6 separate regions of the Mus musculus genome follow, and regions 2, 3, 4, 5 and 6 are each linked to region 1. A link is a contact called in public Hi-C and HiChIP or PLAC-seq data. All regions are on one chromosome and are shown on one strand. The core of a region is the stretch at or near the end of the contact, and the rest is flanking DNA. Distances in the headings are between cores, read along the strand shown.

What was found. HiChIP or PLAC-seq counts read pairs in DNA pulled down with a chosen protein or histone mark. A called contact is a pair of places that touch in the nucleus more often than the background predicts.
Region 2: a CTCF HiChIP or PLAC-seq map of the NIH/3T3 cell line shows a contact between it and region 1, with 8 read pairs. The contact joins two enhancer-like sites. A contact is called at or near these places in 3 of 15 datasets of contacts at CTCF or cohesin (the NIH/3T3 cell line, large pre-B cells and stem cell-derived epiblast-like cells), 39 of 484 Hi-C or Micro-C datasets (3T3-L1-derived adipocytes, the AML12 cell line, CD4 T cells and 24 more), 4 of 115 datasets of contacts at active chromatin or transcription factors (a beta-TC-6 cell line, bone marrow-derived dendritic cells, embryonic stem cells and 1 more) and 1 of 9 other capture datasets (embryonic stem cells).
Region 3: a contact with region 1 is called in a Hi-C map of bone marrow-derived macrophages, with 13 read pairs. The contact joins two enhancer-like sites. A contact is called at or near these places in 2 of 15 datasets of contacts at CTCF or cohesin (large pre-B cells and stem cell-derived epiblast-like cells), 26 of 484 Hi-C or Micro-C datasets (CD4 T cells, LSK cells, the STO cell line and 16 more), 4 of 115 datasets of contacts at active chromatin or transcription factors (CD8 T cells, the NIH/3T3 cell line, Th17 cells and 1 more) and 1 of 9 other capture datasets (embryonic stem cells).
Region 4: a contact with region 1 is called in a Hi-C map of bone marrow-derived macrophages, with 16 read pairs. The contact joins two enhancer-like sites. A contact is called at or near these places in 1 of 15 datasets of contacts at CTCF or cohesin (large pre-B cells), 2 of 484 Hi-C or Micro-C datasets (bone marrow-derived macrophages and liver), 7 of 115 datasets of contacts at active chromatin or transcription factors (differentiating embryonic stem cells, embryonic stem cells, epiblast stem cells and 1 more) and 1 of 9 other capture datasets (embryonic stem cells).
Region 5: a Hi-C map of bone marrow-derived macrophages shows a contact between it and region 1, with 15 read pairs. The contact joins two enhancer-like sites. A contact is called at or near these places in 2 of 15 datasets of contacts at CTCF or cohesin (the NIH/3T3 cell line and large pre-B cells), 3 of 484 Hi-C or Micro-C datasets (bone marrow-derived macrophages, liver and myocytes) and 1 of 115 datasets of contacts at active chromatin or transcription factors (embryonic stem cells).
Region 6: a contact with region 1 is called in a Hi-C map of bone marrow-derived macrophages, with 13 read pairs. The contact joins two enhancer-like sites. A contact is called at or near these places in 4 of 15 datasets of contacts at CTCF or cohesin (CD8 T cells, the NIH/3T3 cell line, large pre-B cells and 1 more), 3 of 484 Hi-C or Micro-C datasets (the C2C12 cell line, bone marrow-derived macrophages and palatal mesenchyme) and 3 of 115 datasets of contacts at active chromatin or transcription factors (CD8 T cells, bone marrow-derived macrophages and fibro-adipogenic progenitors).

The regions. Positions count from the first base shown.
Region 1 is chr4:94,998,680-95,003,849 of GRCm38.p6, reverse strand. All of the region lies in intron 2 of Gm12694 (a long non-coding RNA gene), which reads right to left. Among named protein-coding and RNA genes, the nearest start is that of Gm12694, 22 kb to the right of the region's middle. Within about 2 kb of position 2,264, at least 67 of the 459 cell types and tissues checked have an H3K27ac peak or open chromatin away from gene starts, as enhancers often do. A contact at or near this core is called in the NIH/3T3 cell line, the STO cell line, bone marrow-derived macrophages and 1 more, where this site is marked.
Region 2 is chr4:95,730,560-95,735,729 of GRCm38.p6, reverse strand. The region is part of intron 6 of Fggy (FGGY carbohydrate kinase domain containing); the gene reads right to left. Among named protein-coding and RNA genes, the nearest start is that of Fggy, 180 kb to the right of the region's middle. Within about 2 kb of position 2,174, at least 81 of the 459 cell types and tissues checked have an H3K27ac peak or open chromatin away from gene starts, as enhancers often do. A contact at or near this core is called in the NIH/3T3 cell line, the STO cell line and muscle stem cells, where this site is marked.
Region 3 is chr4:95,713,523-95,718,692 of GRCm38.p6, reverse strand. All of the region lies in intron 6 of Fggy (FGGY carbohydrate kinase domain containing), which reads right to left. Among named protein-coding and RNA genes, the nearest start is that of Fggy, 160 kb to the right of the region's middle. Within about 2 kb of position 2,377, at least 22 of the 459 cell types and tissues checked have an H3K27ac peak or open chromatin away from gene starts, as enhancers often do. A contact at or near this core is called in the NIH/3T3 cell line, the STO cell line and bone marrow-derived macrophages, where this site is marked.
Region 4 is chr4:95,682,660-95,687,829 of GRCm38.p6, reverse strand. All of the region lies in intron 5 of Fggy (FGGY carbohydrate kinase domain containing), which reads right to left. Among named protein-coding and RNA genes, the nearest start is that of Fggy, 130 kb to the right of the region's middle. Within about 2 kb of position 1,994, at least 96 of the 459 cell types and tissues checked have an H3K27ac peak or open chromatin away from gene starts, as enhancers often do. A contact at or near this core is called in bone marrow-derived macrophages, where this site is marked.
Region 5 is chr4:95,665,290-95,670,459 of GRCm38.p6, reverse strand. All of the region lies in intron 5 of Fggy (FGGY carbohydrate kinase domain containing), which reads right to left. Among named protein-coding and RNA genes, the nearest start is that of Fggy, 110 kb to the right of the region's middle. Within about 2 kb of position 2,654, at least 25 of the 459 cell types and tissues checked have an H3K27ac peak or open chromatin away from gene starts, as enhancers often do. A contact at or near this core is called in bone marrow-derived macrophages, where this site is marked.
Region 6 is chr4:95,611,189-95,616,358 of GRCm38.p6, reverse strand. All of the region lies in intron 4 of Fggy (FGGY carbohydrate kinase domain containing), which reads right to left. Among named protein-coding and RNA genes, the nearest start is that of Fggy, 56 kb to the right of the region's middle. Within about 2 kb of position 2,913, at least 4 of the 459 cell types and tissues checked have an H3K27ac peak or open chromatin away from gene starts, as enhancers often do. A contact at or near this core is called in bone marrow-derived macrophages, where this site is marked.

The DNA.
Region 1 (5,170 bases), core at 1,015-3,514:
GCCCAGGCATTCACATTAGAGTAGAAAGTTGCTCCGTCCAGTAGATCCAACGGGGCTCATACCATATTTTGTCCACAGTCAAATTCCTTCCCTTTGTAATTTGTTTGTTTGGTTTTGGTTTTTTTTGTTGTTGTTGTTGTTGTTGTTGTTGGTGGTGGTGGTGGTGGTGGTGGTGGTGGTGGTGGTTTTGGTTTTTGTTTTGTTTTTTGAGACAGGGTTTCTCTGTATAGCCCTGGCTGTCCTGGAACTCACTTTGTAGACCAGGCTGGCCTCGAACTCAGAAATCCACCTGCCTCTGCCTCCCAAGTGCTGGGATTAAAGGCGTGCGTCACCACTGCCCACCCCCTTTGTAATTTATACATGTCAGCTGTCACCTTTCCCTTCAAGCCTGTTTTCTAGAAGAAACACCTGTACATTTATCACCACACAGCTGGAGGTATAAGTAAGACAAAATGTATTTACAGGAAATATCATTATAGCTGGTAATAAAACAGCGCATGCTCATTTAAGCTTTATCATGCAACTCAGAGTCTTAATACCAGACCTTACTTTTTTTTTTTTAATGATCTTGGAAGAGAGGCATGGCGGCTCATATTTGTAATCCTAGCACTCAGAATGCTGAGGCCAAAAGACTACTATGAGCTTAAGTCCAACCTGGTCTTCATAGTTAAGCACTGGGCCAGTCAAAGTCATAGAGTGAGACCCCCTTTCTCTTCCAAATTCCCAAATGTTAGATATGGAAGAGACGGGGTGCATGAGGAAAATATATGATAAAATTCTCAATGAACTCATAAAGAATTGTGACAATGGCAATGATGATATGATAAACAGCAGACTTCGCTCTTCAGACAACTTTCCTAAAGTCCTTTCAGGGTTCCTCAGTGTGACCCACTGCACCAACACCTCCATAGAGTGTACTAGCACATAAAATGATTAAAGTAAGCCTAGGATACAGTCAATGATTAGTAAGCAGTATCTGTAATCGTACCTCGAAGAACACCACCTGCACTTCACAAGGTATATGTCCTTCCTCCACACCATACACAGAATGCCTTCACCTATTCTGCTTGTGAAATAATAGTAAATTCACGAAACGGGTCTCTGGCATTTTAAGAGTTCTACATTTTCATTCCAATCTTATTTGTGCCATCCTAAGCTACTTCCCAGAGAGTTGGGATTCTTTCTGGATGTGTTCTTTCTGTGCCCGTGCCTTTGGGAAAAGCACACACTGGGCTGTACCATGGACGAGGCGAGATGTGCTTCATACTTCATTCCTCAGGACCCTTTTCAAAGCTGAGAGGATTTATCAAACACCCATCATTAGACAGTGGAAGGTCAAGGACTGGGGCACGGTATTTCTTACCCTTGGCATTACATTCTGGGCACATATCACAGAACCAAGGCAAATGTGCATGTGCAGTAAATGGACAGGAATGTTCTCAAGGAAGAATGAGAGATCTGCCTGACACCAGGCATTCACTGAGTCTCCATACCTGAGGGCAAGAAGGCTGGAGCCAGTTCTCTGCTTACTGGCTCCCGGATTTCTAATGGGTTCTTTAGCTGTTTAATTATGCTCAAATTTGAATCAGTTAAGTAGAAACTGGGATAGAATATCTCTTACAGCAGTCACCTTTACCCAAGAATCTAATTTTATTTAGTGACATTAGATCGCAGCCCCAAAATATTAAGTAGAAAAGTCTACAAAGTCATGTTTTAAGAGTATTTATAGTATTTTTATATTTGTTCTATCTTATTAGTAGTATCACTAATCTCTCTGTATACCTAATTTATAGGAACATACACAGAGGAACATAATGTATAGGAAGAAACATAGCACACACAGGGTCCAGTACTGCCTGTGGTAATGGGTATCCAGAAGGGTTCTGGGATCAGGTATCATGCTTGTTTTGAGATTGAGATAAAATAGCATGTGTGGATTATTTTGCATACAATAAGTGAATAAAAGAAACCATTCCTGAAGAAGTAAGTCTCAGATGCCCTTGGAGAGCACTGTTGAGGAAAGTGAGGAAGTTGTCCCTCCAGAAGATGCTGATCTGAGCCTCTGATCCCTGAGAACCATGAATCTGTTGCTAGTGAGCAGCAAGGCCCTCTTCCAGCTTTAGCGACCTCAGAGCTGATGAAGAGATGATCATTTCCTCCCAGAGTTGTTTTGTTCTCTTTCCAAGACTTAGAGCAACTGCTGGCTCAATAGGAAGCTCTCTGAAGCTGAGTCAACCTTCACTCATCCTAAGAGGTGACTCACACACCAGTGTGTGGTCCACAAATGCTATGGGGGTGGTACCTCTCCAGAGGCTGCTGATGGCCCTGTCTGAGTTGTTTGTGATCACAAACTCCTCATCAGCAGACAGGAGAACAGATGCTCTAATTAAGTTCTCATACCATCGTGTCCCGTCTGTACTCCTACAGAAGCAGAGAGGCAGCCACGGGCTTTATGGAAACATGAACTTGGGAGAAAGGGGGGGGGGGCATTTCTCCCATTCTCTGACCTTCTTTTGAAGTCTGGCTACGAGTCAGAATGAGATGTGGAAGACCTGAAAACTTGTATTAATCATGTTGTGGTAAAGAGAATATGATCATATGACAGGGAATTTTGGAAGTTGGGGCAATTTCAGGGAGGCAATCTTGTATTGCCTCAAGCTTCACATCACGATAACATTTTATGAAGGTTTAAAAATGATTAACTTATTGTTTTTCTGCTTCTGCCAATATACAAATACTTTATGGGCACTAGACCTTATTCCTCACTTTTACTAGGTTTGCCCTGTGAAGTCTGGCACAAGCCATGTAGTAAAAAAGTTGAGTCTGAATCTGAGTCTTAATTTTCTTTCAAAAAACCACAAGGATGCTCTAACCCTGGATAATGTACTCAAATCGGGGTCTGAGGCCAGAGGTGGTCTGTAGTTGTCAGCATCTTGTTATCAGTGACCTGCAGAAAGTGACCATTGGGAGCTTCCATAACAGCCGCCTTTTGCCAGAAATTTTTTTTGTATTTTTATGAGTATTAATTAGTAGTAGCATTTTTAAGATTTAATTAAAATGTCATCACAGTCTGAGAACCATTAATGCTGTCATCCCATACAGATGTGCTCCAGCCTGTAATTATTAAAGTGCATGTTGTTTTATTTTAATACCTTCCTCAGGTTTTTCTTTTATTATCATATTTCAGCCTCATTTGTGTCACATGATCTCCATTTTGTTATTCTTATTCATTTTTCAGTGCTGAGCACACAGGACCCTAGAGCCTGTGCATGTGAGCCAAGGACTCTACAAAATGCTGTGAACAGACAGACTCAGCCCTAGGATTTAGTGGACATGCTATGAGTTTCAATCAGAATCGCAGAAGCACAGTCCTGGGAAATCCCATCCTCCCACTGTGTGGCAGGTCCCTTGCTCTGCTCTGGTTCTACAGTGAGAACACTCCCAGCATGAGCCTCTCATTGAAAGCAGCTTCCCCCATCTAGTGAGGTGCTGTGGTTTGAATGAGGAGAGTCCCCACAGTCTGGTGCCACAGGACCTTTGAGAAGTGAGTCCCTGGAGGCAGTCCTTGAGGCTTTATGACATGGCCCTGCTTCCTGGTCTTTCTTTGCTTCCTGAGTGTGTGTGCAATATGACCAGCAGCCTCCTACTCCTGCCACCATGTTTTTTCTGCCTTCTGCCATGTCCTCTCCAACATCATGGGCACATCATCATGTGGAACAGGAAGCCAAAGGAAGTCCCTTTTATGTTAAATTGCTTAAGCTAGGGCACTTCATCAAATCAATAAACAATGGACCGGGTCATAGGCAGCTTGCTAAATACTAGCTCAGAGCATATATTGGACTAGTAAGGTTGTAAAAACTATTTTCCAAGTTTACTAGTTCATAGGCATTTACAGAACCGAATTTTATATTCTGTAAGTGAAAATTATGTAATTTTGAGTAGTTGTGTAGTTCACAGAAAGAAACCAGGACTTTTGAATCAGAAATAAATGGGCTTGAATTTTTTAAGCTATTGACTAGCAAGTCAAGGCTTGAGGGAAGCAAAAATTTCTTCACCTAAGATGGAGATAATAACATCTCCCCTGAGTTCTTCTGAGAACCACATGATATTTAAAATATGCATGTAAGATCAAACTTCCAAAGACAATGAGCTGCTCTTCTCTGCTCTTCTGTTTCCGTGATGGAAGTTCTGTTATGGAAATTAAACATGCTACTCTCTTCACTTCCTCTCATGGAGAGAAGGAAGCTAGTCCTCCTCTTCCACCCTACACGAGTCAGAGACTTTCTTGACCAACCAAATGGAACAGAAGTCATGCTTGGGGAATGGCAGAGCTAAGTCATAAGAAATACTACTGTTTTCATCTGGGTCTCTAGGGAAATCAGCTGCAGGGGAAGGCAGCCGCTGTGTAAAGGACTGACTACTCTTAGTACTTTATGTGTGAAAATAGAGAAGCCAGTGGGAGGACGATGCCAGCCATGCAAAGCAGCAGTCATCCCAGACTCCTCCACTAGGTGGTAAGCATGAGGGAGACATCTTCAGAAGATGCCAGAGCCAAATGCCATCTCTACAACTTCTGCAGGAAAGGCCCTGAGGACTTCCCAGCTAAACAGCAGTGTGGAGGGGTATATGTTTAAACTAAATATTTTATATTTAGCCGAACCAAAATTTTAGTCTAATTTATTGAATTCTGTTTATTTGTTCACTTAGTATTTTTTTTTTAGATTATAAATTTCCAATTTGTTTCATTTTGGTCATTGTATTGCTTCTAATTTTTTTTTCTACATAGGCCATAGAGGGATAATAGAAAGCCTATTAGGAGAAAGATATTGCATTTTCTTCCCATGGTGATGATTTTAATTAATTCAAATTTCTTAAAACATAGTGGCTAAAATATACAACATGTCAAGGTGTATATACATGTGTAATTTTTTTTTAAACAGTAGTATGTACCCAGAACACTCGCTATAGGAAAAATGTTGGCCCTTTAACATAGTTTTTCCTAGAGGCAAGTGTTACAGCACTACCTCTGATAGCCCTGAACTGTCCAGAACAAGGATTGCTGTTCCCACACAGATAGATACCCTCCTTTGCCATTGTGCTACATGAGAATATGTGTCTACCTCTCCTTCAGGAGGCAAGTGGCTGTCCTCAGGAAGGGCAGCTTGCCACA
Region 2 (5,170 bases), core at 925-3,424, 730 kb before region 1:
CATACCGATTTTTACCTACCTTGTGCCAAGTTCTAGATGTTGGAAAGCAGCCCCTACGATTTTAAAAGATTCACACTGAAGTCTAAAACTAAGGGTTTGGGAAACTAAGATAGTAAACCATGGAGAAGATCTCAGAAAGGTGGAATGTGTGTGATGTGCTTAAAGAAATGAGGAGGGCTTCCTAGACTGACCTCAGAGAATGAATGACATCTTCAAGGTAAAGATAACACATAGGAAGTGCTTGGAATGACTTCCAAAGGTGAATAATAGATGCTATCATACTAGAATTAGAATGTTCCAGAAAGTAGCTCTATCAAAAGAAATGGTGGCTCACTGTAGGGAGCCTAGAGGGGCCAGGAGTTGACATAACTATTAAGCCTATTAGAATATAAGCACTGTGAGGGGTGGGGAACAGGGGGTGCCTATGAAAGGGGCAGCACATGGCTGGAGACAGCAAGTCTCTGAGAACCTGCCCATGCTTGACCCTTGGATTTGTCTTTTAAAAAATTTAAACCTACTGTGTGAGGAAAAGGAAACATTATTTTATCTTTCAAACACCCAAACAAGTGAAAAATGAAGGCTGTAGAATATTATGCAAAGGAATATGACTTGAATCTAAAAATAACAATGTTGATAGATGAATTTATAAAACTACATACCTAGGAGGTAAAACACACATACAAAACTTATGTTTCCAATGGGGGTGTGGGTGAATCTGTGCTCCTTACTTCCCTGTGCTCTCTTGTGTTTTACTTTGAACAAGTGTTTCTTATATAATAGTTTTAGAGGTGCTTCTCTTCTGGTTTGGTAAGAAAGGAAGAAAGAAAGAAAGAAAGAAAGAAAGAAAGAAAGAGAGAGAGAGAGAGAGAGAGAGAGAGAGAGAGAGAGAGAGAGAGAGAGAGAGAGAGGGAGGGAGGAGGAGTGGGGAGGGAGGGAGGGAAGGAGGAAGGAGGCAGGCAAGCAAGCAAACTAACAACAAATAAACAAACCATTTCATCTATTCTACAGAATCCTATATAGAAAATACTTGAGGAAGAATTAAGGTATGAATTTGGGAGAAAGACTGAGATAAAATATGGGACAAAGCCAGGATGTAGAATAGTGCTCTTAGGATCTCATATTTGTGATCCTTTTAAAGATTCTAAACATTCAAGTACATGAGCACATGTACTTCTAGAAGTTTCTAGAAAAATAAAAATTAAAAATTAAAAAAAAACCACTTGATTTCTGTAACAGTACAGATAGGATGTGCTGTGAAGTACTCTCCTGAACCATCTATGTCCTTCCAGATCATGACCTCGTGTGTTTGCTTAAAACAAACCAAATTGGCTTAAGTTTAAATAAAAACAAAATGAGAGCAAATTTCCTGCATCTTTTCCAAGTCCTGTTCCTCACGCTAAAGATAGGAGAGAAACCCATGGGCAATTCACCTACACTCTGATCTCTGGCTGTGTTACTTGTTCACCTTCAGATATCAGATGGCCCTGAGGATTCCTGGGCCCCATGAATTCCCATGTGAATGGACATATTTGGCCTGAGTGGTCCAAGCTGGAGCCTACAATTATCGGGTAGCTGCAGTCCCTCTTCACAAGCAGAGCTCCTATTACAACAAACCTTCCCCTACCAGTTTTTCAATTATCTATGACTAATGAGCACTCTGGGAACAGTTTCAGACACACACATAATCCTCTTTCCTGATGTCAGCAGCAGAAATTAATGACTATGTGGATTGCTGGGAGACAGAAGATGCATTATAATGGTCAACAGAACTGTTATCCTCTCCAGGAAGGGGGGGGAGGGTATTGAATTAACTGGAAGGTTCAGTGTTCCTTTGTATTCTGAGAGGGAGATGAAACACAGGGGGAGATCTGGCTCCAGGCCCACGGAAATGTCAGAGAGGTTTGGGCGTGGGTGGCATGCGACCCTGCTTCCTTATGCTTGCTGTGGAATGCTGGTACCAGCTCGGTTGGGCAAGGCTGACAGGCCAACCAGATTATGTCCAAGATTGTGCTAAAGGACACTTTGCCTTGCCAGTTGGAGAGAATGCTGGAATTATTTCAAACTCAAGTTACTTTCAATCTGATTTAAAAGTGGGTAACAAGACTGAGAACATACAATTCTCAATCACTATGCAGTATTCAGAGGCATTTCTTAAGTTTGGCGTTTCACACAGACATGACACATGCTTGAATGGTTCCAGAGAATGGTAAGGCCTATCCTGACTCAGATCACATGGGTAGGTCAGCTCTGAGGATTTTCTAGAAAACTGGGACAACTGATAGAAAATGGCTAAAAGGATTGTAGTAGTCTTGGCTCCTGAATTGGAGTTACACTTGTATTAAATGATTCATCCAAGTAGAGACTTCCTGAGAACCCAAAGCTAGTGTTCTTCTTCCACTCTTTAAGGACAGCATCTGATACACCTCCTAGAAATCATGTCATTGTGACTAGAAACTAAATTCCATTTCCATTACTGATTTCACATCAAATTGTATGATATTCATTATCACTTATTATAGAAACGGTGGGTGAATAGACATCTACTGTGTGCACACACTGTCCCAGAGTAGCACCTAGGTTAAGGATTAAGATAGAGGAGATCTTTCTAGCAGGTACTAGTTCTTTCTAATACCACTTCTGAATTACATCTGTTAGTTAACATGTCTTATAATTACTCCATAGTTTAGACAGTTTGATACACATGGAAGATCCCTGACTTTGTATTCTTACTTGGTATTAATATGCCTTATACTCCATATGCTTTAAATGTACTTTTAAATAACTCTTACATACCATATCCCTATATTTGGTTTTATACATCTCTTCCAGTAGAAAGATAATAGCTCACAGACTTTTCTCTCTACATCTTATTTCTTTCACTCCCAAGTATCTAAAACATACTTTTAAAAGTAATGTTTACTTTAGCAAAATTACACATTTTTGTTTATTTTTTAAGATCATAAGACATAGATCAATCACCTTGAACAAAAAGATTAAAGTTGCACACCTATATGTGCCCACCTTGTACAGAGTTTCAGTAGAAAGTAAACAAAACAGATGAACACTAAATTTGACTCTCAACCCTGGATATTACTGGGGGATAAATTAGTAAATTAGTAAAGAAACTAATATAATCCCACCAGTGATCCACTCTCATTTCTAACTCAGGACAATGACACACATCAAGAGCAATGTACATACCTAGAAAATGGCAGAAGGCATGCTGGCACAAAGACTCTTCCTATGGCAGCAAGAGACTACATATACCAGATTCTTGCAGAATACAGCTCTCAAGTCCTCCCAGCTGGACAAGCTGGTTCAAAGAAATCTAATTAGCAACTAGTTACTGCAGTAGGTCAGTGAGCTGAAGAGCAGTATGAACATCTTGTATTTCAACAACATAATTATTCAAGTCCATGAGCTGTTGGTAACTGTTCTTGGAACATTTCTGTTCGTATAACTTTCCGTCCTAATAACAAATCAATGAAATGCAAATTGTTTTAGAAAGCAATATATGTAGGTCCTATAACTTAGGGTTGAAGTATTAGAGTTTATTATTTCATAGAATAGAAACAAAACTACAAAAGAATTTCAAAATTTATTCATCTACCCAGGAAGGGAAGAGAGGGGTTACATTTGAGGATCAGATCAGGGTCAGGATTCAAAGGTCTGACTCCAAAGGCTGAAATTTTCCTAAATTACCATCGAATTTAGGAACTCGGGTAAGGTAAAGACTGCAAGGAATCGGAAAGCAAAGCCCCACTGATAGGCTGTATATAGGAACAAAATCCTAAGGTCCACAATATTCTAACATACGAAGAACATCTACCATCTCCTTTCCTAGATCGACCCTTACAGACCAGGAATACAAAGAAGGAAGTGCATATCTCATGGTTCAGCCGTCACAGAAGCAATGTCTAGACTCACAACATGGCTCCTGACTCACTAGGCTTCCTCTGCTTTCTATACCTCCTACTATAGAATGTCACTCTTTTCCCTCTGCAGCATGCAGAAGGAAGCCAGGCCCGTAAGTCACATGGAGTCTAGAATAGCTGGCAAAATTCAATAGCTTCCAGAGGTATGGGAGTCAGTTCTGAACTATTCAGAGCATAGCTGTAGTCTTTTAGCTTGAAATCATCAGCTCTGACACCCACAACGACCTAATTCTCTAGATAATTGTTGATGACCTATTTTGTTCTCACCTAGCCTAAGGCTACCTCCTAAAAATCCTTCCCTAGGTAGATCGTAATTAATCCCTCTTTCCTCTAGAACCCCACAGTATGGTGTCTGGAATTACATCATTCTGCTCTTTATAAGAAAGACCTTGCACCTTCCTCTTCTAATTTCAATGATAACAGCACTGAGGGCTCAGCTCTTTCAACTGCATTGTCAGAGGCAGGCAGGTTAGCATAGCTTGTGGAGTTCAGGTTAGGTAATACATAATCTTGGATGCAGTCCATGGCCTTCCTACTCTCAGGGCTATGACCTTGGGCAAGTGATTTCTTTCCATTGCAAACTTCCTTGCTTATAAGAATTCTAAAATAATGCTATTTCCCTCCTAGAGTGGTAACGATAATTCATCAAGATAATGCCTAAGAAGCACAATTGCTGGCATCCCACATACAACAAAAGACCAGCAGGTAGTAGACACTATTACAGTTATCACAACTATCAGTGCCCGATATGTTGGATGCTGCCTAGCACAAAGAGGTCACAGAGTTCACTCTGGCTGAGCTAAAAACCTTGAGGGGTCTGTGATGTTAGTGTGTGATGAGATGTAGGTGTTTGAGGTCATGGGAGTTAGCTGCAGAAACCATGAAAGGTGTTAAAATATTCACAATAATGGAATTTAGTTTGCCAGAGTGGAAAAAATGTCTCCCTGTGGTCATGTGTGAGAGCCAAAGTTATGTTTTAAGCTTTAGTTACTGTGCCTAAGAGATTCATAAAACAAAAACGGCTCTAATCTGTAAACCCCTTGCCTCAGGACAGATACTTCCTGAAATGCTAGAGACCACTGTTTATGTTTTCATTTGTTAAACAAGTCTGACCCAGGTGCACTGGATGTGCTTGGTCACATGTAGATGAAAGATACCTAAGCAGGAAATACATCAGGATGTATGCTTGCCCCTGATTGGATGTAGGCAGGAGGTATGTAGGCAGAAAGTATGTC
Region 3 (5,170 bases), core at 1,128-3,627, 710 kb before region 1:
AAGGATTATTCTAGCTAGTGGAATTTTTACACTATGACCTGACTATAGAATCAAACCCTATCTTGATGGGATCATATGAGATTAGTGATATGAGTGGGATATAGATGGCATTGGAGAGTGTACTCACTGCATAGGGTCATTGTATTTAAGTGCAGGAGGATGAGGACTTGACTAGGAAAAGAAGGTGGGAAGGTGGCTAGCAGAGCAATGCCTGTGTGGGAGCCGAAGTATGAAAGTGTGAATTGTGTTTTATGAACAAATCCTTGGATAGAGAAAGAACAAGAGGAGAGAGCCTAAGTTTCACACCAGCTACACACACTTTATCAGACGTTTAAGGCTCCTTCATTTACCAACCCAACCACCCTGAAACACTCAGTGTCTCCCTCAGCCCTTCAGACCCCAAAGTACCTCTCCTTTTGACTCACAACACATAATTCCTATGCTTACAGGGCAGTCGATCATGAACCATCACTACAATTTTTAAAACATTTGTTGGTTCCTAGCCAAATGCCAAATATCACGTCCTTTTCTAGATTTGCTAACTTGACTGTTCTCAATTTCCTCTTACTGTTCCTTGTCTTTCAATAAGTGTCAGCTCCTGTCTCACCAACCAATCTGTAGCATCATTCTAGATTGGGGTATAACAAGCACACTTGTGTGTATAGCATACTGTGAGGCTCAGAATAACTAACAAGAACTTGAAGTACTAGCCTCTTAGAAGTACTCACATACCAAGTGACAAAGCTTAGGGACAAGCATGCCTGTGTATATTGAGAAAAGCGAGGGATTAAGTCCAGCTCCTTTTGAAATCTCAAGCTGCCTTCACAAGACAAAGTGACAGTCACAGAGTAGACTCACGGGCTTCAACTCTTGACTTGGATGTGTAAACCTAGGCAGTTGATTTAAGCTTTTTGTGGTCCTGTTCCACAATCTATAAAACGGGGATAATGGTGCCTTAGAAGACTGCCATGCAAGGTTCCTGAGCCATTACTTTTGAAATCATTGCTGAGGTATAAGAACTATTCAACAACAACAGCTAAGTGTACTATGCTTACTTTTCTTCTTTCCCCCAAACCTGATGAGCTGCTATTTTTATTGACTATTTGTACAAAAAGCAGCTACAAATCCACAAACTTGTACCTTATAAAAAAGAGAAATAAGCATATATAGATATGCAAAGGAAGCTCAGAAACAGAGAATTTAAGTATGGTATGGTGACTTCCAAGAACCTTAGCATCCCATCTCCAGAGGTGGGTCTGACCTTAGCTTTCCTGACTCCAAGAAACTATTGCATCTTCAGCTACCTGACTCAGGACCACAGGAGAAAAGAAAGTAGTTACACCTCCTCTTATAGAATCCTGGTCTACCTGCCTGCACATATCTCACCAGCCAAAACACAGATGTGGAGGACTCTTGAGAACAAAGGCCTTAATGTGTCCCACGTCCAGCTAAAAGTCTAAGTCTGGGTAGAAAGGGGATGCCAGTGTAGCCTGCATGGGTATTCCCTGTCCCTGCACCATTGCCACTGCCATGCCCCATGACAAAGCTGAGAGGCTTATTAGGGTTCTGTTTCATTTTATCAAAGCTTTGGGGTCCGTAACAAATCACAGGACATTTCCAAGCCCATTTCCTCAGGATCTATCCAGCTGCCTCGCTTTAATCATCTTGAAAGCACAGCCCCCCTGAAGGGAAAGGTAGCTATATGAGTCTGATTCCGTCTAAATTATTGGAAAATTGATTTTTTTAAAAAGGTGTTTGCTAGCCAAGACTTCTGAACCATTTTAAGGAGCTTGAAGAAAATGAAACCACCAATCCTTTGAAGAGTAGAAGAATGTTTTGCCAAGAAAAAAAAAAGCTGAGCCTACATACTGATAGGTTGTGGGATCCTTTGTCGATGCTTTTTGTAATTCTTTGACAAAATAAAGCATACCTATCAGTATCATGATAACTTTGTTCGAAAACATGTTATGTACTTCACATGAGTTATGAGCTATCAATAACTTGAGTTAATTTTTTTTACCAAATCTTTTAAAATAATGTAGACTGTAGCGATTTTTGCCCAGCTATTACTCGCTGATGCATTTTCTAATCAAATTAAATTCATAAATACTGATATTTGTGGAGGAAGTCCCCTTTAATTGACATGAAACTACTGGCTTTGTCCATGCTTATTCTTTAACGAGCTTAGCAGATTCAGAGGCAGTGAAGGTCTGTAAGAAGGCTTCCCTTTCGGCATATACAGAGAAGGAAGACAGTGGCACAAGCAGAACACTCTAGAAAGGAAAGCAGAAAAAGGGCACCTAGGATACACTGGATGTGACCCTGCTTAATGTCATGAGTCAGAAAACCAGGAAGCCGAATGAGTCAGAAGATCCTATAAAAAATGCAAGGGCTGCAATGAGTAGGGATGCATCTGCTTATAACAGTATGAGCTCTTCTAGGCAGGCAGGCCTGTCCTCCAACAAGAGGACAGAGAAGTTAGTTCCATTGCCTAGCCTCAGTTTTCACACATAAGTCATCAATACAAATAGGACCCACATCTCTTTGGTTTCTGGGACATTAATCTGATGACTCCTTTAAAATGTGGGACAGTGATGCCTAGACATAAGGAATATTCAAGAATACTAAACCAGCATAATCTCTAATTGCATTCTAAATACTTACCCCTCTACCCACAAATGAGTGTAGATCTGAGATGCTTTTTTTTTTTCAGCAGCAGCAGATGGAGACTATTACAGAAATACACAGCTAACTCATCAAGATGCAGAGAACCACAAACCATGCGATGCCAAGCCCAACCAATACATCTATAATATAACCTCACCAACCGATAAGTATATAATATAACCTCACTAACCGATACATCTATACTATAACCTCACCAACCGATACATCTATAATATAACCCCAACATCTAAGGAACATTACTTAAGAGGAGGCAGAAAAAAATTTAAGAGATTGAGGACCAGGAAGTCTTCTGAGACATTTTCTATATATGACAAGGAAGCTGTATCCTTGAAATCTCAAAAATAGTCATCTAAACAAGACTCTTATAATGACAACAGGACTAGACATGCCAATGTGGATGGAGGAAATCTCAAAAGGCCTCATTGCTAGATGAAGTTCTACAAGCAATTTATGACTACTTAAGGATGGTGAATCAGTCTTATATAGGGATAAGCCCCCAGAGGTTATCTCATTCCATGTAATAATCCCTAGGTACACTAAAGGAATTCAGCAGGGTGAATGTGTGCTTGTGTGTGTGTGTATAACAATAGTAACTAAAAAAAAAGAGGTTATGAATTTGAGAAGGAGTGGGAGGCATAGACGATCTTAGAGGAGAGGAAGGAGCAGAAATATTATAAACACATACTCTTGTATGAAATCCTTGAAAATTTTTTGAATTAAAATTTTACAAAGCAGTGCTAGCCTTCACACTATACTATGTTCTTTCATTCTCTTTTTTGTAGCAGTCACTAAGAACCTTGAATCTTTTATTCTTTAAAGGAGTCAAATTGCTGGGGGCAAGGCTCAGGATGGAGGTGACTATTTGAATTCATCTTCCCAGGACTTCTAATTTCATGGAAATTAGAATAATAGCGGGGAAATTGCTTTAGATGAGGGTGTCTGCTCCTGCTTTGGACTTAAACTGTCTTCACATGCTAAAAATGAAATGCAAATTTTAGAAAAGCCATGGTTTCTCAAGAATGGAAAGGCCATCTTTAGATAGACAAAAATTAAGTGAGATGCCCCACTTGCTGACTCTAATAGCAAAACATCACTCAAAAAGCAAAGAATAAAAGTCAAAATGAAATGACTCTCTATGACTGAAGACCATAGTAGAAAGTAAACCCACGTTAGATAAAACATGAAGCTATTGTAGCAAGTCTCAGAGAATACACTGTTTTTTCTGAGTCTCCTTTGCTAATGACTATAAGCAGAGGATCACTTTTCCCACAGTCCATAAGCACATTGCAGACAGGGACTAAAGGTGCAGCCACAGTGCAGATGCTGAGACCTACAATACTCTCGCATGCTACCCTCAACAAATATTGACTAAAACAACAGGAAAACTGACACAGGATTGACTTTCATCAGCATCCATGTTGAGTTTCCCTCAACTGTCAAATCGGGACAGACTAGCTGTCACATCATTCTTTGAAGTATTTTTGATCCCTTGATGCAGGAGACTTGAGAAAGTGAAGAGTTTGCTGTTGGTGCTGCTGGTGCTGGTGATAATGATGATGATGGGAATAGCTGGAAGGAATCTGCAAACTGGACATCTCCAGATGTAGTTACGGGAGTTACCTGGGGACTTGTTAGAAATGTCATTTCTCTGGTCCCACCCAGAATTCCTGAATCAGAAACTTTAAGGTGAAGAAGGGGTAGCAAGGTTTAGATGTCCTCTGAATGGCAAATCAATCAGCACTCATTTGAGAACTGAAGAGAGAATAATGCAGTCCATGCAGTTTAGAGCAGAGGAAATAGAGGTCCCCATTTCCTCAGATCCATTTTTATAAAATTTAGGTAATTAAATATGCAAATTTAGTACTTTTTCACTTTGTAATGTTTTACCTCACTGAGCTTCAGTTTCTTTATCTGAAATGAAGAAGTCTTGCAGGGGGAACTGGGAAGGGGAGCAACATTTGCAATGTAAATAAATAAACCAATATAAAAAATACCATTTCAGGAGAGATGGCTCAGCAGTTAAGTGTACTGACTGCTCTTCTGAAGGTGTTGAGTTCAAATCCTAGCAACCACCTGGTGGCTCACAACCATCCATAATGACATCTGATGCCATGCCATCTTCTGGTGCGTCTAAAGACAGCTACAGTGCACTTAGATATAATAGTAAATAAATCTTAAAAAATACAATTTCCTGTACTTATAGTAAATAGATAATGTAACTAATAGATTAATAATAATAATAATAATAATAATAAATATATTCTATATACCATACACATGGAATAAAATTATAATGCTTAGGGAAATATAATTCTTTGAGAAACATATATAACCAGCACCTTAAGTAAGTAGTCATTATTACAAAGCAACAACTTTTCTAGGGATGATGCTACACACCTATAATTTTGGCAGTTGAGAAGCAGATACAAGAAGATCACTGCAAAACTGTCTCAAACAACCAATGAAACCAACATGTTTGAGT
Region 4 (5,170 bases), core at 745-3,244, 680 kb before region 1:
CTTCTATTTCTTTACTTTTATCATTGTGCACTCAACGAATATAATGTTTGGGTAGACATGAGGGTGGGCATTTAGCACAGCACATATGTAAAGCTCGGGAGAAAGCTTTTCTTCACTTTGTGTGCATTCTGGGGACTCATTCAGACCTTTAGCATTGCACATCAAACAGTTTCACCCTCTGAGGCACTTCACTGGTCTTGACAGACAACATTTTTAAATGTTACACATTCAAGCACTGGCTAGGCAAAGACAGGTGACCCTGGGGACTCACTGCCAGGCCGACACTTGGCAGTCAGCTGAGCCTAATCAGTGAACTCTAGCCCAAAGAGACTTTGTTTCCAAAAAGGTAAGGAGGATGGAACCTAGTATATCATAGGAGGTTGACCTCTGGTCTTTACTCACGTGTGCACACATACTCACACGAACCGTCACACTTGCTCACAACACATTCACAAACACAGAAAATATATAAGAATAATAACTCGCAAAAATGAAAAAAACATAAATAATTATTCTGAAATATGATATTGTCCTTCTAGTACTTTGAAGAATTGTGTAAATGATAAAAATGAATTATAATTACCTCTACTGTGGAATTAAACAGCATGAATATAGTTGGACAATTTCTACATATTTGTATAGGAGAAAGGAAAAAAGCATTTTATAGGCAGGCACTAAATGGTGTAAGTGGTACTTAATAAAGAGCTTCACTGGGAAAAGCCCTGAAAATTAACAACCTAATCAGAAACCTTGGAAAATCATGAAAAACTGAAAGATTAGAATGAGGTTGAGAAGAAAACTCAGTGAGTCAATGTGAAAACATGATGAGCAAAAGAGAGGAAGCAGAGATGAAAGCTAAAAGTAACAAATGTCATAGAAGGAAACGGGAGCTATTACCACAGAGAAGGCAAACATTGACAGAAAAAGAAAGCCAAAGGATAACATGAGCAAGACTATGCAGTTGTGGAAACTTAGACGAAAGTACAATTTCACAGAAAAACAAAATTTACCAGAACAACACTAGAAACCTTTAGTGGGGCTATTAGTACTAGAGCAACTGAGTAAATAGTTTAAGCCAACCTTCCAATAATATTTTAGAAGTCCCTGTGGTTGTACCAGAAAGTCTAACATTCACTGAACTGGCCCCTCTGAAGTACTCTGGACTCCAGAATAGCTCCTTACTTTATTGCTAAAGCTAAGATAAGATGTAACAAAATTCAAACAACAGCACTACAGCAAATAGAAAACATAGGCTGTGCTCACAAACGTCGACATGACATGCAATGAATTCAATTTTTTACGTGCAAAAAAATACATATGAGCAACATTCAAGGATGCTTGAGTGACAGAAGACATATGAGTGTGTTACCACATTATTTTATTAAAGGGAAGAAAAATGATCTCTACATATTGCAGACCGTTCAATATTACTTCAAGACAAAAATTCACAAGGAAGTAAGAGAGAACAAGAATGGAAGCACAGAGGCTGAGTTTCACTCCCAGAGGGTCTGAGAGGGACAGGCATCCTTACTGTCTACAGGGAGATATAGCTGGACCACACAGCAGGAAGATGGTTAAGGGTAAAAGCATCCTGAAAGAGAATAAGTAAGGATCTATGGCATTGCAAGTCAGCCCTCGGCTCCTTCTCAACCCAGATCCCAGAGCTCTGGCTGCCAGGGTATAAGGACTGAAGATTAGTTTTGTGGGGATCTCATCAAAGCAAAGCAAACAACAAAACAACATATCCTATGCACATAGACAAATAAACCAAAATAGTAACAACATAAGGTTAATCCAGATTGGAAAGTTCACAGGTTCCAGGGTTGAACTACCACTATCCTTGTATACTATCTACATGGCTATCAAATTTCCCTCTAAATTCATTTCTGTCTATCCATCGATTAGTGCAGCCCTCAGCCCTTACCAGGGAAACTTCTTTGGGCAGTGGATCGTGGTAGATGGTGCAGAAACTCACTTCTGGCCAAAGTATAAAAGAGGAAGTGTCAATGGAGTATCCATCTACAAATGAGACAAGAGAGGGAGGAAGAGAGTGAGGGGAAAGGTAGGGAAGAAAGGGGAGAGAAAAAAGAGGGGGAAGGGAGGGAAAGAGAGACAGTGGGGGTAGCTTGAAGCATGGGAAGACTACATTGAAAAGGGCCTCTGCATATGCAGGGACCACAGTGCTCCTGAGCTCATGCCATGGGTGCTGCCTGCCCAAGATCAAGCCAGTCAATATTCTAGGACAGAGAGTGAAGGGCTTCTAAGCCCAACACCTAAGGATATGGGGGCAACACATTATGAGTTATATTTTCTAAACAAAGTTGGGGTGGATAGGGAGGCAGAAGAAGATCGGAGAGGAGTTAGGGAGAGGGATTGGGGGTGAATAGGATCAATACATTGTATGAAATTCTCAAAGACTTAATAAAAAAATCATATTATTTTAAAGTAAGGCTAATTGAAAGGAGCCTTGTTAGTGCAGTAGGTAGTGCGCCAGTCTCATAGAGGTAAAGATAACTGAGAAAGCAGAAAGGAGAGCCCAGCCAGTTTAGTCTAGTTGGAGGGGTCAAATGAAGGAATCGGAGCAAAGCTTAATAGCGGGCACCTGCTGTGTTTTCCTAGACAGGTAGAGAGTGAGGAAAAAAAAAAAAAGACCAAACACACTTGTAGTTCTTGAAGAACCTGAAGCAGCTTCAGCAAAAAGAAGGGGGCAGGGGGTGCTTCTTGCTCTCCAGATACACTCAGAGCAAAGCAACCTCAGAAGAATAAGCCAGCCCAGTTCCAGGGGCCTGGTCTTTCTCCGGAATTTCTCCAGCAAGACTATGAAAAGAAAGCCAGCCACAGTGCTGCATAATTTATGCACAGTTCACTGCACTGACAGGGCCAGGCCCCACTCTCAAGGGAAACCTTTTGTTCTCTGCTTGGGGAATGTAGAACCTGGAGAGTCTCAATTGAGCAAGCCAGTGAACAACAGAATAATTAGAGGTAAGGATGGGGATAAATTACCAAGATATTCCTGGCTGCAGCCTCTGGTACTTCACAGGCCTGTGATGGGTCTGTGTTGTTCAAGGCATACAAAAGACTGAATTAGCAGCATTGAAGATATTGCTCTAGGGGAGATATAATGACTGGGGCTGGACCACTAATGACATCAGCAAAGAGACAAGAGGGGCTTCTTTGGGAAGAAATAGCACTGCACCGACTGCGGCTGCTTGTGTTAGGGAGCTTTCAGGATGCACGCTTGTTACTACTGGCTCTGCACTTCATCAACACTTGCTGACAGGTTCCTGACAGAGCAAAATAATATAAGCACAGGGCAATATTGAGTTGCCTTTTCAGTTAGACTTGCTGGTAACAGTTCAAATGTGGTCATGACTACATAAAAAAGCTGAGGTAGTTTTCCCATGCTCTCAGAGAAAGACATCTCACTGTCAAAAACAAAAGATCAGAAGTTATTACCGAATAGTCCAAAATCTGGATGAAATCCTCTCAGTTTATGGATTTGGATTTGCCATAAAATAAAACAAAACAAAACAAAAATGATGCTAATGTGGGGTAATATGAAACACAGGGGACAGGCTGAGAAGGGTGGAATCCCTATGCAAGGCACTGTGCAGAGTCTGGTTGTGGAGGCTACTAAACCTCACAAGAACCTTAAGAAGATATTGTACTGTAGCCCCATGTGACAGGAAAGGACACAGAGGCTCAGCAAGGTGGGACAGGTCACTTGAATTAATTAGGAAAGAGTAAGGCAGACCCTGAAACCTTGTTCTAATCAAATAAAGTCTTTTTGAGAACCAGAAAGATGCATCAGTGGGTAAAGGGACTTGCTGCCAAGCCTGACAACCCAAATTCCATTTCTGGAATCCACAAGGTAAAAGAGAGAGCCCATTCTATGGCTTATTCTCTGATCCATATGCATACCATGGCACATATGTGCCTGAACACACACACACACACACACACACACACACACACACACACGACACATATGCTATCAAGTTGACTCTTGTTAATTGGATGTTCACTCAGGATCATCAAGGAAAATTACTTCATAAGACACTACAAAAGCAAAACCTGACATGGAAAAGAGAAGAGTAATTTTGATGTTCTGTTTGTTTTTCCATTGCTTACCTCCTTTGTGTCTTCTTTTGTCTGTATGCATCTGTGCATGTAAAACACATAGTGGGGATTGAGCCCTCCTCCTAGAATGTCCCAATCTACTGCTTTACCCCTTCTATTCTTCTTAACAAAAAGAAAATAAGATGTCTCAGTTCACTGAGACATTTTTTACAGAGAAGCATTCGGGTAAAACTTAAGGTATTCAGGAAGGAGAAACACACTATAGCCATGGATAACAATGAGACGCTCCCTGGAGGGGAAATTGGCTCTCCCACTTTTCAGGATGCCATTACTTTCAGGGACTCTTTGAAAATTCTATACCAGTGCTCTGAAGTGTGGCTTAATGTCTTCTGAGCATTTTTTGTTTCTCTCAACCTTCATGCTTAAGAATACCTAACTGTCTTCCTTAAACCCAACTTTGTTTCAGTTAAATAAAAAAGGAAACGAATATTTATTTTCAGAGTTTAGTTATAAAGGCAATGTATTAAGATTTAAGAATAAACAGTAAAAAGCAACCATGGAAAGGCAAATGGCTTCAAGGACACTCAGAGCAATCTGGCATTAAAAAATGCCGAAAGGTGGCTGGAGAGATGGAATAGCAGTTAACAGCACTCACTGTTCTTCCAGAGGATCCAGGGTTGGTTCCTGGGAGAAGAGGGAGGTGGTGTGGGTTAAGGTGAGGCCGGTGATCCATATGTGCAAAAGTTAGAAGCAAAACAACACAATACATACAACCCACATCTCAAGGTGTAAAACCTCCCTGCTGAGTTCTTCACACGTAGAGAAGATACTGGTTTCCTCCTTCCTCCTCTCTCCCCTGCCTATAATAAATACCTATGCATATCTTTTAAGCACTTTTATACACCAAATAGGTAGATGCCATCATTTGTCTTAATACTTTTTCTGTTGCTATGATAAATTCTTTGACAAAAGTAACTAAAAGATGAAAGGGCTTATTTTGGCTCACAGTTCAAGGAAAAGTTCATCCGCAAGCAGGAACTTGAGGCAGCAGAGAACTCTGAGCTCTGGCATTTAGCTTTGTCCTTTCTAT
Region 5 (5,170 bases), core at 1,405-3,904, 670 kb before region 1:
GGCTGGCTTAGGCAGCAGACAAAGCACGAGAAGTGGATCTCCAACAGAGGTTTTCCTGGGCTGGAAGTGTTGACAGTGACACATATGGAAATAAATGGAGTTGGGGACAGGGGAGAACAGGAAACAGAATGTAGCCCAGCACTGCCAAGAAATATACTAAAGCATACGCTGGTGAAGGTGATGAGATTTCAGCAGGTAGCTCCAAGCCATACAGCTTATTCTGTGAACCACTGGAGCTGCCTCCAGAAGGGCCCTCCTTGGTTTTCCCTGGGAAGGCTTGGCTTACTGAGACCACTGCTCCAACTGGGGCAGAGAACCTGTGAGCAGTTTGGGATCAACCTCTGTTCCAGATAAGCTTAGTCTGGAAAGACATCCATGCTGAGCAGCCCACCAGGTTCTGAAATGCCCGTGTGTGTGTGTGTGTGTGTGTGTGTGTGAGCACAACTGCATGCTGCTTGACCTTCGCTGAATTTTAACCAGCCTTATGGGAAGATTTCACCTCCCTGGGTCCATTTGGCCACATCCAAAGCCATTTGGTTTTTTTAGTTTTTTTGACTGGAGATGGAGGGATGAGCAGCAGGAAACGGGGCTCAGGATCCTGCAATGCACAATAGAATAGCCACCAAGAATACTTGGTCCCAAATGTCAATAGTGCTAGTTCAAACATCCAAAATTCTCACTGCTCCCTGTCTCTTCCACTCCACTTGCTAAGCTCCACAGATGCACAGTGAAGTGGAAAAATCACTTTTCACAAGGTACTCAGAATCTAGTAGGAAAGACAACCGCACATTGAAACAATTACCATGCAATGAGACTAGATTGCAGCCCTGGTGACAAGCTTTGAAGTAAGAGAACCCTAGGTTCGAAAGTATTTTCTACCTTAACTTCCTCTGGACTGAATGGGGAATTACAACACTGGCCCTGCTCCACTTCCTACTGCTGTGACTGCTGCCAGTCTCCTCTGACCATTGCTGCTACTATCAGCTCTACAGAGCTGGGATCTGCTGGGACATGGAACATGGACTTGGAAGCAGGTATATTTATGGCTCTTGCAATATGCTTCTTATGGGGATGCATAATCTCATTACTTATAATGCTATGACACCAAACTGTAAAGGGGTGTCTGGACAGAAATTCTTTCTCTCCAGATACCAAATAAATATCCTATAACTCAATTCTAAAGTTCCTCCATATAGGTGAGAAAGAGCCCACAGGTTAAATGTACAGTCCTTTAAGACTAATGTTATTCTGGTGTCATCAGAAAGCGCTAGCCTTCCATAATTCTGAATGAGCAGCTAGAAATTTACAATAGTGGCTCACAGAACTCAACAAAACAATTTATTTACATTTAACTGGTTATTTTAAAGGATATAGAGGAAGAAGCTGATGGAGCGAGACATCAACAAAGATGCATAGGAAAGCCACAGAGCATCCATTCCCTCTCCAGTATACTGCCTCCAGCTATGACACATTCACCACATGGAAGCTTCTCAAATTCCCCCTAATAGGGATATTGGGGGGCTCTGCATATAGTATGACCGATTAACACAATCTCTACTGTTTCTGCACTTCCAGAAAGACAGGGTAGATTTGGGGGAGGTGGTGGGAGAATTTATAGTTGAAAGTTCCAAGCTTCTAACCATGACTTAGACTTCCTAGAGCTTAGTCCTCAGTTCTACGTGACCCAGAAGGCTACCCTGTGCTGCCTCATTAAAATAAGCAATGCTCCTGTCACCCAGAGCATCCCAAATGATTAAATAGTTCTAGGTCATTAAATAGGAAGTCATCACTCATTAGAATAAAGGATGATGTGAGCTTGCCTAGCACTGGGGGAAAGTAAATGTTTTAGGGTCTCTATGGCAGAAGCCAGGGGCTGAGACTAAACATGTATGTCTTAGTAAGCGGCAGCTCCTAAGAGAAGGTGTGGCCCTTCTTCATCCATTCTCCATTTTTCAGCCTAGAGGAAGGTATGTTAGTGCCCACCTGGGACCATGTAGACAGGAGCATCACCTCAATTACAGCACACCTGACCATCCTCCATAGTCATGGCTCCATACTATGGAGAATGTATGAACCTCAATGGAGAATATTTGAAAAAAAAAACAAACCACTGTATCTTCATTGAACACTGAACACACATGGGCTTCTTCCTTATAATTATTATCTATAAAATATAGCAACGATTTCTATATTGTTCTTACATCTTATTACATAATGTGTGTAATATAGAGATGGTTTAAATTATAGGGTGTGAAAGTTTCCAGGCAAATATGTTCCTACTTTATGTATCAGAGTTGAGAAACCTTGGGTTCTGGCATTTGAGGTTGATCATGAAACTTGTACACACTGATGGAAAGCAATACATGTACAAACCCTGGAGGTTCCAAGATGTTTCAGTGGAAATTGCCAAACTATCAGAAAAAAGAGAAATTCAATAATCTGTGCCAATGCTATTGTGATAATATAAGCCCACTCCAAAAAAAAAAAATAGAGAGGTCAGAGGTGAAAGTCAACTAAATAAAAGCCCTTAGTGTTGAACAAACAACACAAGCAAAGGGATAGAGTGATAAAGAATGAGGAGATACACACCAATGGATCATGTGTCCCAGGGCAATGTCAGGAAGTGAGATGGAGACTCAGAGATCAGCCAGGCCACAGTGGGACATGTATGGCATACTGACTCACTTCCTACAGGATGTCATAAGAATCATTTCCTGCAGGATGCAGAATGCTACTGAAAAATCTCAAATAGTTACATAATATCAGATTTACATTTATAGATAACAGAGGGAGGGACAGGACTAATTTTCATGTTGGTAACATCAATGAACGGTGGCATTTTAATTCCTAGGAGTACATGGCAATTTCTTGTACTCTGATAGACCTGTGTATATAATCAATTACATTCTGGCAATCTCTCATAATAAAGGGGAAAGATCTAATGATGTTAACTGTAGACAAGAGATTAAAAACAACCAATCAATTCATCTATTTAGCCATCTCTCATTCACCTATGCCTTTATGCATGTCATCCACCCAATCACCCTCATACTGGAGAAGAAAGTCGGTTGAATGAAATTTTAAATAATGATAATAATAATGGTTATAAAGATAATAGGCACTTGTTAGAAATAGTTTTCCATATAAATTTGACCCAGTTCATGGGAGAGTCCTTATCTGACCTAGCAGTAAGTATATACGCAGGGCCCACAAACAGATCTGACACCTGTAGAAACCACTAATGTCTCTAAGTACTTAAAACATCTCACTACTCTGGGAATCTCTACCAAAAGGACAAGAAATGAATCTAAAGCCAGCATATGCGAGGGGTTGCATAATGGGTGTCAAACCAGCATATGTGGGAGTTTGCATAAAGCATGCCATATAGAACATTTGGATACCACTTTCAGGGCCCTGTAGCAATACTGTGTTTCAAATAGAAGTGGGTGTGGACAGTGCTGTAAGAACTGGCATTGCCTCCAGTTTGTTATCACAGAGCAGAAAAGCCCCAGTAATTATTTTCTCTCTAACTGTGGTGCATTCTTTGCCAGTTAATTCTTTGCTTTTTTTGTCTAAATTTGGACCAGAAAATTAGCTCTTAAAAAAAAAAACCTGAAGATACTAGAACAAGCCACTTACAGCCTGGGGCTTACTCCCGATTGCTGCTTAAGGAATGAGAAGAGGGAAGGAAGTGGCATTTTGATTTGGATGCCATTTAGCCAGAGGAGAGAGAAATCAGCTCTGAAACAGGACCATGCAGCTCTAAAATTCATTGGAAACAATTCAGGCAATGTTGCCAAATGAAAAGAAGCAAAGAAAGAACTATGGGCTGGGTTTGTCAGGCAGTAACAACAACAATCTGTACTTGCTACCACTCACTCACAACTCGGGATCGCCCAAGCTGTGTGGATTCAAACCAGAGTCCTGAGGTCCCGACAGCTGATGTTGACTTACTCATTGATTCAACCACAAATGCCCAGTGCGCTTGTGTGTACACCTGTGCATGCATAGGTGTACGTGTATGTATGCTGAAAATAGCCCTGAACGAGAAAGGAAAGAAAACAAGACTCACAGTGGGCAGTTGGGATGAGGGTGAGGAGCAGAGGACAGGCCACAGCAGGCTGCTAGCCAATGACTTCAGCCCTAGAAAAGCAAACTCCATATTCCCTGATAATTGCATTTGGAAGGTTATATTTTCAGGTCTGTTTTGATCAAATTGCCAGAATATGCTTTCATAAAATCAATAGCATCAAATGAACTGGATTGACAAGAGAGGCAGAAATGTATCCAAGGGAAACCAAGCTGGTAAACTAGTAAAATATAAAACAATATTCTACTTCTTTGAAGATTTGTGCAATAACATGAACCTTAAATCTCTACAAACATATGTGTGTGGGGTGTGTGTGTGTGTGTGTGTGTGTGTGTGTGTGTGTGTGTGTATGTGTGGTGTAGGGAAGGCTGTGTGAGCTTGTGCACACTAACCACTAAGTTGACAGTCTGGAACAAAACAAAAAACAAAAAAAAACAAAGTCCTAGAATTATTACCATTAATTTCTCCAAGGCCTCCAAGGGAATGACCTCTTAAAACCTGTACCAAGCCACTCAGTCCTGTCACTTCACCTTAGCTTTGCACATTCTGTGGGGCTTTCACAGAGATGAGGCCAGGCTGCCTTGGGCTCCTCTGTGGCTGGCCCAGCACTCCCAGCTCAGGCAAAGACAAGCAATGAAACAGAGGTTGGATCACCCGCCTTTTGACACAAAGGAGCATGGCTAAGATGTTCACTAGGCTCTGTAGGACAGTCCAGAGGAGAGGACAGGGACCCTCATCTCAACTGTCCAACTTACACGCTCTTCTAAAGCTGCCATGTGTTCACCTCAGAACAACAGCCACCACCATGGACTGCAGAGGTAGGCCAGGCTTCAACCCCAGCAGCATGACCTTGGGGACAGCTGCCTAAGTGTAAGTCACCTGAAAGATTGAGTCATAGCTGGTATAGGTTAACTGACTTCATGCCAGTAAAGCATTCCATACAGTGTCCCATGTGTCACTAGGACTCAGTGAATGTTCATGTTATTTTGAGAATACTGCATAAACATTAAAGACTTAAAACAATTAGGATCAAATAAACCTTTGGCATACCTTTCTCAGCCCAGAGTACCCACAAGCAAT
Region 6 (5,170 bases), core at 1,664-4,163, 610 kb before region 1:
ATAATGAAACCTAGACAATTCTCATTTAAAACACCCCAGTTGAAACTTAGTTTTGTCAAGTTAGAAATGAAAGCTAAATATTATATCTACCTGCTGAATGTCCCAATCCCCACTTTTACCATGAGATGTTCACTGTCTGTCCTTCTCCTTACATTGAATCTCCTTAAAAACAGTACTGTGGTTTTATCGTAATCTGTACCCAGGATTTAGCATGGTATATGATGCATTCTAGCTGAATGGAAGACTAAGAATGAATGAGCAGAGATGTACTAACTAAATAAGAGTTTGTGGAAATGAAAATAAGGAATGAATGGATACATGAATTAGTAAGTACTGTCCTAGTTTCTTTCCTTTTTTTTTTTCCCTTCCATTCAAGTTAATGGCTTTTCTCAGGCTGTTTCGGGAGCAGAAACATATTCTAGCCAAGCCTGACTGCCAGGAAGACAAATTTCTCTTCTCCGGGTGAGTAGGTCTTTTGGAGAAGTTTCATTTTAATTGGAAAATGGATTCATTCACTTCCTGGCATGGGTTCTTGGGTCAGCACAGCACCATTACATAGCTGCCAAGCAGCCACTGATAGAGGGGACTGCAATGGGAAAAGAGCTGCATCAGATTGGAAGGCCTTAGGACATCTGAGGACAAACAGGTATTAGTTCTCATCAAACTCAGACACACATTCTTCTTCCCCAACAATCCTGACCCGGGAATTTTATTCATCCCCAGCCTTGAAAGGTAGGTGTTCTTAAACATTCTGTGGGGCTTACTTAGAAATATGTGGCCTTACCTGTTCATTTTGCAAGAGTTAGAGGGCTCCTTCACCACTCCCCACTAGACACACACAAAGGCCATGACTGATATGTTCCCTCATTGCTCAAGCAAAAATAGGGGATGAGAATGCCCTAAAAATCTCCCCCCATGATAGTCACACAGCTATCAGACCACACAGAAAGCATCTCTTTTATGAACATGTCTTGTATTGTTTTTCAAAGGTCTGTGAAGAAGGTAGTAAACTCTACAAGGGCTTTGTGGCTAAGGTGAACACTCCTAGCCTACATCTTAACCCAGAATTTGTAGCACATACTAGACATCAGCCAAGACTGTCAGAATCAGTTTCACTGTCAATATAAGGGGTTTGTTTGGGGGGGGTGGATTCTGATAATAACTCTAAAGACACAGGTGAATAGACTATAGACTCTTCCTAAAAAGGAGCTTAGAATCGAGCATGGGAGACATAGGCCTTCATGTTACTTAAGAGCAGCAAGGACTGTGAAGGAGATAGACATTTACTTAGCATATGCCAAAAAGAGCAAACAAACAAATAAATGCATAGCCTCACTGAATGAACGCAGATTATAATATTATGACTTAAACATTGATATGAAGAACGTGAGACCCATATGTATTTGGTGACAGAACTATTAATAGCAGAATCAAAGTTGATTAAGAATAACCAGACTCCAAAAACTGGGGAAATGGAGTGGAATTAGCATTCAAATGAATTAGTTTCAGAAGTGCTCCCTGAATACTAAGTATTGTTCTAAGCAGTTTACATATTTGATTATATGGTCTCCCAGAAGACCTATAGGAGAGAGAAAGAGAGAGAGAGAGAGAGAGAGAGAGAGAGAGAGAGAGAGAGAGAGAGAAAGAGAAAGAGAGAAAGAGAGAGAGAGAGTGTGTGTGTTAAGATATTCAGTAATCGTTATAGGACATGAAATTGAAGCAAAGAGTAATTAAATTCACCAGTTTATCAAAGCCAGGAAACTACAAAGTGGCACTAGAGCTTACTGTGTTCCCTGCTGTCTGGCTCTGGGGTCTATGAGGTGCTGGAAGATACAACTAAAGAGGAAGCTTGGAGATTATTATAATTGTTTAAATAATTTTTCCTTTACTTTTATTGTATATATTTTGTACATCTGTGCACCATATATGTGAAGTGCCTGCAGAGGCCAGAAAATTGAAGATATCCTGGGACTAGAGCTACAGATAGTTGTGAGTTGCCATGTAGGTACTGGATATTGAACACTGGTCCTCAGAACAAGAAGCAAATGCTCTTAACCAATGAGCCATCTCTCCAGCCTCTGATTACAAAATCTTGTTCACAATCCTCAAGCTGGCTAGGGAGAACATGTGAACTACTCCTGATGACTGTTCAAGTTCCAAAATACTTGCTTTATAAAGCACAGAATCTGTATGGCTATCAAGGAAAGCACTGCCATGAGAAAGAAATGAATATAAAGGGAAGTTAAAAAGTGAGGAAGGGGAGATGGAGGGAAGGAGAGACAACATCAGGGCCTGGGCAACATTGATAAGGGCTCATCAACTGTGCCCATGAACAAGGAGAAGAAACTGTGAGAGGGCCAGTCAGAAAGACTTCTCCTAAAATCAGTAAGAAATCAGAAAGGAATGGCAGACACCATCCATCCCTGAGGAAAGGGTGACTGCGTATGCAGCTTTAGAACAATTGAGACAGCAAGCACCTGGTAGATTCCAGAAGTGAACAGTCAAGAGGAAGGAGAACCAGCTCCCTCATGCATTTCTCACAAGAGGACAAAGAGCAGAGAAGAAGGAAAACAGGTCAAATAGAGGATATACACAGAGATCAGGAACAATGGAGATTAAGTAGGAAGAAGGAGGCCAAATAACAACAGAAGCAAGTGGACAAAAAGACAAAGGGAGTATTGGGTAAAAAGAAAGAACAGGCTAAGCATGAGCTATGAACAGAATGGAAGGAAAAATAAGGGAAAGACAATGACAGAGAGAGTATGAAGAAGGAAGGAGGAAGAGGAGGAGAAGAGGAAGAAATTCTGTGGGAAGCAGTGGGAACACAACAATGTCTTCAAGGAGACTGTGTATGGGGAGAGAAGGGCAGAGCCTGACTCTCTCAGTCCTTCCTTTAAATGAATGAAGTCATGTCTGATGTCACCGTCTGAGTCAAATGCCACTCAGAAGGAACGGTGGAAAGGTCTGTATCTTGTATTCAGTCCTATCCCCATGAATGAGAGGGGCTAACACTGGGATTTTTTTCGCCTTAGGGCACTGTGTAGCCTACTCTCGAGATGTGTGGAGTAAGATGAATGTTCCACCTAATCAGAAAGGAAGCTGAGCCATGAGAGTGCTCAAAGCTCCTCCTTGGAATTCTCAGGTTAATGTCCTTAGAGTGAGAGAGCTGGAAGTGGGTGGCAAACAACTGCTGGCTTTCTCTCACTGTGGCTAATGGGCAACTGGAATCTATACCATGATGTTCCAAAAGGAAATTCCAATTATAAACAGACCTCCAAGGACCTTGACTACCTAGTGCTCATTCTTCAGGGCTCATTCTTTAGGTACCACAGAGTATCCCTTACAAATTCTACTACCCCTAGTACTCCTAATCTAACCCTACCTTACCCCCTAGACAACCTCCCTGTCCTGTGACCTTGGCCTGTGAGCTGTGTAAAACTTGAGTACAATCTGAAACAGACCTCCCAACTCTACCAGACAGCGACTGCAGTAAGTGTGCCCCTCTTAGCATATCTCATTGCTTCAGATAGGACCTGGGAGCTCCTGTTTAAATAGGAACTGAGAGGTTCATGTTCAAATGGATGAGTGTTATTTTGGCAATATCCTAGTAGAAGTTGCTAATGTGATTTTCTTCATCTTTCTTCAAAGTCTGAAGAGCAGACAGTAAGCAACCTCTGTTTCAAAGAGGTCAGAGTCTGTTTACCGTGACTCATTTGGGATCCCATTTCACAGAGCATCTTGCTATAGTTTAGGTTAAGTGTCCCACAAAGCCCATAAAACTAAAGACAAAGGCATGGTGACCAGGCTGTGATTCTGTTGTAAAGTGATGAGACTTTGGGAACAGAAAGGTGACTAGTGTACTTTTTTATTAATTAACAAAAGAAAACATCCTTTTAAAATTGTTTTGGTTTGGAGAATAGCTTTTTTTTTAATGAGGGTTTATTTTGAAAATAAAATTTTCACTCAAACTTATACGAACACAATCCAAAATAAGATAATATCTAGTGACAGTTTTTCTGGTCAGATGACTTTACATAACTTTATAAAATATTCACATATGAATATCCCTTACTAATGCAAGTCTCTGATTTAAACCTAACTAAACATTATTGTAGTATCTTTTATTTTATAGTGTCAACAAGCTTATAAATTAGTAAATCTACTAAAATTTACATGTATGCATCCTTTCCTAAAAGCTGTCTGTAAAGATTAAGCATAATTTTTGTCAAGGCCTTGTCCCTTAAACAATGTGAACCCTATCTCCTTCACTGTTGGATTACTTAATTGGGCACAGAAACAAGCATATCAAAAATATATCCCAATAATCAAATGTTTTGATTCACAGAGTTTAGACCCCTTAGCAATGCTGTAATAACAGGTAGCGCAGTGGAGTCCTCTGACTTAGTAATCTCTCCAATGATGCTCAAATGCATACCTTTGGGGGATTTTTGAGTCAGAAGACATGGACCACTGAGACAACAAATAGCAGAAGCCATGCTGAAGAGGTTCTGTTAGAGGCACTACTGCATCAAGTAATTAAGAGTTTGCTGTATCCACTCTGACACCCAATATGCCAGGGACTCCATTTCATAAATAGGGACCTCAGGGCCTCAGGCACATGAGCCGCCGAGATCATACAGACAATGGGAAGAACTGGAGAGAAATCCTGGCCATGAACCCGAGCCCCACCTCCTATAACCACCATCCAGCTGCTGCTTCCAAGAGCTAGGGAGGCGCTGGATAAATACTTCTACAATGATCCACTCTCTTTCAGGTCCCTGGACAGACCTCTGGCCCCCCCAAACAAGGCCAGACCACATGGCTGCCTACCAAGACAACTGTAAGAGGCATCTCTCTGATGGTCCCCGCCTCTCCCAACATGTCTCTGGAGTTCACAAAATGCCAATGCTGATGGACCTAGAGGTCGAATGCAGCAGCTGTTCTCAAATGCCAAAACCATAGTGCTAGTCCATGGGCAAAAATTTTCATTAATCAGTGGCTAAGTAAAAATGAAAGTAATAATAGTAAAATAAAGGTATTTATTAATAACATTATAAACATTATGAATTCTATAAATAATCATTTAAAGAGAGACTGTACTCTTCATTTCTTTAATGAGTAATGGGTAAGTTTCAAGACACTTCAACATATCATCAACAAGGGAAAACTC